Linked DNA regions of Sus scrofa: region 1 is linked to region 2. Evidence: chromatin contacts called from public Hi-C data. All regions are on one chromosome and are shown on one strand. The core of a region is the stretch at or near the end of the contact, and the rest is flanking DNA. Distances in the headings are between cores, read along the strand shown. Region 1 has its middle 17 kb from the start of PIM1. Region 2 overlaps FGD2 (FYVE, RhoGEF and PH domain-containing protein 2).

Region 1 (2,700 bases), core at 160-2,659, 100 kb before region 2:
CCCACACCCTCACGGATACCATGGCGGATTCCTAATCCGCTGAACCACAACAGGAATTCCATTTGTGTTTTCCTATTTCATGATTCCGTTGATCAGAACTGAGTTCGCAATGTGGATGCACTGGTGACCCTGTATTGAAGTAAAACAGACTTTTTAATGTGTTTATAATGTGAATGTGACATATACAACCATGTTTATTCAAATGAAACCTTTACTTTTTCATCTGCTTAATTCTATTGAACTCAAAAGTACTTGGGACTGTGGAGGACACAAGGCAATTGCGTGTGCTCTAAGTATAACATTAACCAAAGATGGAATTGATTTATCAAGTTAATATGTTTTGTGGCGTTCCTTGGTGGCTCAGCAGGTTAAGGACATGGTTTTGTCACTGCAGTGGCTCAGGTTACTGCTGTGGCACAGTTTCAATCCCTGGCCGGGAAACTTCCACATGTCCTGGGAGTGGCCAAAAAAAAAGTTAATATGTTTTATAAAGTAGGTGAAAGTGCTAAGAGTCATTTCTAAGGCTAATTTCACTTTCAAAATCCCAGTCATACCCCTTAAAGCTCCAAATCTCCATAGCCTATCCCAAAGGAGGGTGCTCATTTTATTTTATGTTTTACTTTCGGCTGCACCCCTCCTGGGCCAGGGACTGAAACCGCGCCACAGCGGTAGCTGGAGCCACGGCAGTGACAATACTGGATCCTTAACCCACTAAGCCATCAAGGAACTCCCAAGGGAAGGTGCTTGGACTGTACCAGATCTAAACCAAACTGTAGAAAGAAAAAGACCCACCCTCTAGGCCGGTGGTTCTCAAAGTGAGGTCCCTGAACCAGCAAGAGCAGCACCTGGGAACTTGTTCAAAAGGCAGAAATGCAAACGACCAGGCACCTTCCCCTCAGGCCTACACAATGGGAGATTCTGGGGGTGGGGCCGGGCCATCCTGGTTTAACAAGCCCTCCAGGTGATTCCGAAGCCGGAAGCTCAGGTTTCAGAACTACTGCTTCCGGTTACTTGGGCTGGCTGCCCTTTGCCAGGGAATGGTGGAGGAGACCAGGAGTGCGAGAATCTACTGATTCCCAGCTCTTCAGGGAGCTTTATTATCTACTGGTTTCTGTGGCCATTACCCTAATCCAGATGGAACTTAAGGCCCATTAGACAAAACATGAACCAGACCTGTTCCACAGAACTGTGAAGTCAGTTTTCCTTGGCTTTGCCTGTGGTCTCTTTTTTTTTTTTTTTTTTTTTTTTTTAATGATTGCTTCATGAGCCACTCTGGTCTCTGAACTTTTCCCTTTTCTAGTAAAAGTACAAATTCCAGCTGGAGTTCTTGACCAACAACATCTTTCTACAGAAGTTCCTGCCTTCCATGCTTTGCTGAGTTCCAGAGATAAGATAAATAATTTACCAAATGTAGGTTTCTGATTACTCACTCTATTAGCATTTAGAGCAGAGAGCTTCTGCCCCTGGAGAGTTTGATTCGTTCAGAGGCAGCCCATCTGCTTTTTTTTGGTGTGTGTGTGGGGGGTGTTGGGGGGTGGAGCTGCCTGGAAAAGCCAGGGAGCTCCCAGCATCCCACACATACTTTAGGGATGAACTGCCTAAATCTTACGGGTTTTACTGGAAATTCTGGGGAATGCTATTTTCTTATTATTTAAAAAAAATGCACAGCTGCTAAGACTTTTTTTAAAACTCCTTTTCCCTCTTTTTTTTTTTTTAATGCTGCATAGAAACAAAATTCCACAATTCCTTTTCAAATATTACACAGAATAAGATAGCTGAAAGGGTATTTTCAATCTTGTGCAATTTATTTATCCTAAATTCAGGCTGCACACTGCAAGAGTAATTTCAGGGAATTTTAGAGAGGGGATTAAGTAGAGTTTCTTCTAAATCAAGTGAAACTGGGAGGCAAAGGAACAATCTATTACTTCAAAGCATCATTTTTCACTCACACAATTTCTGAAGTATAGTAGCAATATCAGAAGTGATGGATGCAATAGAAGGTTCGCATCTGTAGTTATTCCATAGGCTCTTTCCTTTATGGTAAATATGTGTCTTTATTATTTTATAGGGATCCTAAGAGCAAACTGGAGTAAGAGAGGAAATCACAGCAAAAATAGCTGACTCTGTGGATTGTCCAATACAGATATAGAAGGAAAGCTTGACATAAAATCCAAGAAGTGATGTGTTGAATATGTAATAAATGGTCTTTTTTGTTTGTTTTTTCTTTTCTTTTTAGGGCCACACCCACAGCATATGGAGGTTCCCAGGATAGGAGTCCAATTGGAGATACAGTACTGACCTACATCACATCTCATGGCAATGCTGGATCCTTAACCTACTGAGCGAGGCCAGGGATCGAACCTGAAACCTCATGGTTCCCAGTTGGATTGATTTCTGCCGCACCACAACGGGAACTCCAATAAATGCTCTTTTAATTTCTTCAAGGTAATTTTTTTCCTTTTTTTTCTTTTTTTTTTGTCTTTTTGCCATTTCTAGGGCCACTCCTGAGGCATATTGAGGTTCCCGGGGTAGGGGTCGAATCGGAGCTGTAGCCACCGGCCTACGCCACAGCCACAGCCACAGCAATGCGGGATCCGAGCCGTGTCTGCGACCTACACTACAGCTCACGGCAATGCCGGATCCTTAACCCACTGAGAAAGGCCAGGGATGGAACCCGCAACCTCATGGTTTGTAGTTGGA
Region 2 (2,700 bases), core at 109-2,608:
TAACAGATGTGAAAACTGAGGTTCAGAGACATTAAGTGACCTGCCCCAGGCCACCAGCTGGGCAGTGAGAGGCACTAAGATGTGAACTCAGATCTGTATCCAAAGTACCAGAGAGCAACTCTGAGGAAGAGCAGGGAGTAGCAGCAGCACACACACACACACACACACACACACACACACACACACACTGCACCCCTCTCTCCCTCAGCTTGGGTAGGGAGTCAGAATCCTAGGGGCCCTGGAGCGTTCTGATACCTGCATCCAGGAGATCATTTCCTCCTGGGACCTGCTCGGAAAGTGAACACACATGTTGAGAAGAGCAGCCCCTCCCTGTGTTCCCGTCTCGCCCAGCCCTCAGCCGCCTGCCTACCGGGCCTGCAGCTCCAGGGTGCGCTGCTTCCCGGACACCAGGAAGGAGTGGGGGAACTCGGCGTCAGTCAGCTCTCGAACCTGCTCAGAAAGGGAGGGAGAGACCTCTCAGCCTCACCACCCCCTCTCCACAGGCACCGTGGGTGAAGGGAGGTGGACTGCATGCCAGGGACAATTCGAATTCAAGAGACAGGGCAGTGAGCTTGTTCAACACCTTCTGGGAGTTCCCAGTGTAGCTTGGTGGTAATGAACCTGACTGGTACCCATGAGGATGCAGATTCAATCCCTGGCCTCACTCAATGGGCTAAGGATCCCGTGCTGCCCTGAGCTGTGACATCGGTCACAGATTCGGCCTGGATCCTGCGTGGCTGCGGTTGGGGTGTAGGCCGGCAGCTGTAGCTCTGATTTTTTGATCCCTAACCTAGAAACTTCTATATGCGGAGGGTGCAGCCCTAAAAAGCAAAACTAAATCAGTAAATAAATAAGGAGCAGAATGAAGATTCAAACTCAGGCTTTTAGTCCCCAAGGGTAAGGGAGGAGCACATCTATTTCGGCCCCACTGCTAGAGCCCTGCAAGCACAGACCTCCCCCAGGCAGTGGAGAGAGAGTCACAAGAGTGGCTAAGACACAGACCCAGAGCCCCAGGGCCCAGCATGGGGGAACTCTGTTGTCACTGAATCCACCTGACCCTTGGGGCCCTCTGCTGGGGCCCTGCCATGAGATAACCAGGCCTTGTTACACCTTCAGGCAGCCCATCCCACCCAGAGAGCATGACTCCAGGCCTAGTCTACCCCTCTCATAGCCCCTCCCTCTAGAAGGGGCCGAAGTGATTTGCACGTGTTACTCTTGACAATGGGGAGGCTCTGAGGGCTTATAAACAGAGAAGCTTCTGTGGAGAGAGGTGTTCCGGGAAAGCAGCTCCAGCCGCTGGGCGAGAAGGTCAAAGGGCTGGGTCTGGGGAAAATGGGACAAACCAGCAGCCCAGAGGCCAGGTAGGAAGTGATACTCAGAATGGTCGAGGCTTGCCCAGGGCCTGCCTGCACCTGGGGAGAGAGACAATATCAGGAAATCTGGCCAGATGCCACAACTGACTGAATAAGGGAGGGGGAGAGGGACTAAAGGGGGAAATCTAAGGTTTGGAGACCACAGCTAGGAAGAAATATGATGCTTTTAATAGAAAATGGGTTTCTGGGAGAGCCCCTGACCTGAGGGGCCACCACGGCAGAGGGGCAAGATGGAGGTTTCTAGAGGACAATTCCCAGAGCCTAGGCTCAACCACCAGACTCTGGATCAGTTCAGGCCCCTGCCAGCCTGTACTGTGTCTTTGTGCTAGTTTTAAAAAGATACTCCTTCCTCAAAACACTTTACTGACATCTGTTGGCAAACTGGCATAATAGTCGGATTTTGTTGAACCAGACGCTTGACTGCCATCTGCTGGACAAGGAGAATGGTAAATATACAATCTACGCGGCCAGCTGTGGGGGAGCTGTGCTCATCTCAAACGAGGCGTGCTCTTGCAGTGCACAACTTGCACAGCTGTCCATGGAGATGCCAAGTATATGTACGTGCTTGCACCCCTTCCTTCTTCTTAGGTTGGCCCTGTGCAGGACAGCACAACTGGACCAAGTCGGACCCTGGGGGAGAACTAGCTGCTGAGAACTAGACCTCCTTGATACTTAGGAAGGCAGAGGCCAGGGGGTCACAGGCCAGTGGGAACTTTCTGGTGGTCAAAGACCAGACCTGCCTCCAAAACCTCAGACTCAGAAACGCAGGTGGGTAAACAGCTTTGCACCTGCTGGGCTCATGCCATCCAGCAGAGGGTGCTGTGCAGCCACCAGAGCACCAGACACGCCCTGCAGGGACCCTGTTCACTGAGACCAGCAGATGCCAGGAACCAGGCACGCACACCGGGTCTGTGAGCCCCCATCATACAGCCTGAGTATCTGACACTCTCAGGCCGTTCTCTCTTTTTCTCTTTCTGTTTTGGTCTATTTCTTGGCTTTTTTATCTGTCGATCTCTGCCTCTTTTTTCTCTGCCAGTCCCCAGACAGTGCTGCCAATCTCCATTTCTCTGTAATTCTCCATAACCTGACTTTCTCAGTCTTACTCATCAAGGCTGCCAGATATACAAGCTTGCACGCACCCTGGCCTCTGAGATATTCTGGCCACTTTAGGAAGGAGAGCTGGATGCTACAGGTGGGAGGGGGGGCTCATCTGCATTCCCAAAAGACCTCAGTGAGCTGAGGTGTGGGGAAAGGGCTGTGACCCCCACCCCCCAGTAGGTCCCCATGTCCCTCCATTAGCCCTCATCCCCCTCAGGTTTGCATCCCA

The links. Hi-C and Micro-C count contacts between places; a contact is called where the count stands out from the background.
Region 1: a Hi-C map of liver shows a contact between it and region 2, with 1.8 times the contacts expected there. The contact joins two enhancer-like sites. A contact is called at or near these places in 2 of 5 promoter capture datasets (fetal skeletal muscle and liver), 3 of 47 Hi-C or Micro-C datasets (all in liver) and 2 of 2 datasets of contacts at active chromatin or transcription factors (alveolar macrophages and skeletal muscle).

Annotation. Positions count from the first base shown.
Region 1 is chr7:32,769,685-32,772,384 of Sscrofa11.1, reverse strand. No RefSeq gene overlaps it. Among named protein-coding and RNA genes, the nearest start is that of PIM1, 17 kb to the left of the region's middle. Within about 2 kb of position 1,409, at least 36 of the 83 cell types and tissues checked have an H3K27ac peak or open chromatin away from gene starts, as enhancers often do. A contact at or near this core is called in liver, where this site is marked.
Region 2 is chr7:32,664,864-32,667,563 of Sscrofa11.1, reverse strand. FGD2 (FYVE, RhoGEF and PH domain-containing protein 2) reads right to left here. Exons shown (of 13, transcript XM_021098655.1): 7 at 371-450; 8 at 256-286. Among named protein-coding and RNA genes, the nearest start is that of FGD2, 18 kb to the right of the region's middle. Within about 2 kb of position 1,358, at least 31 of the 83 cell types and tissues checked have an H3K27ac peak or open chromatin away from gene starts, as enhancers often do. A contact at or near this core is called in liver, where this site is marked.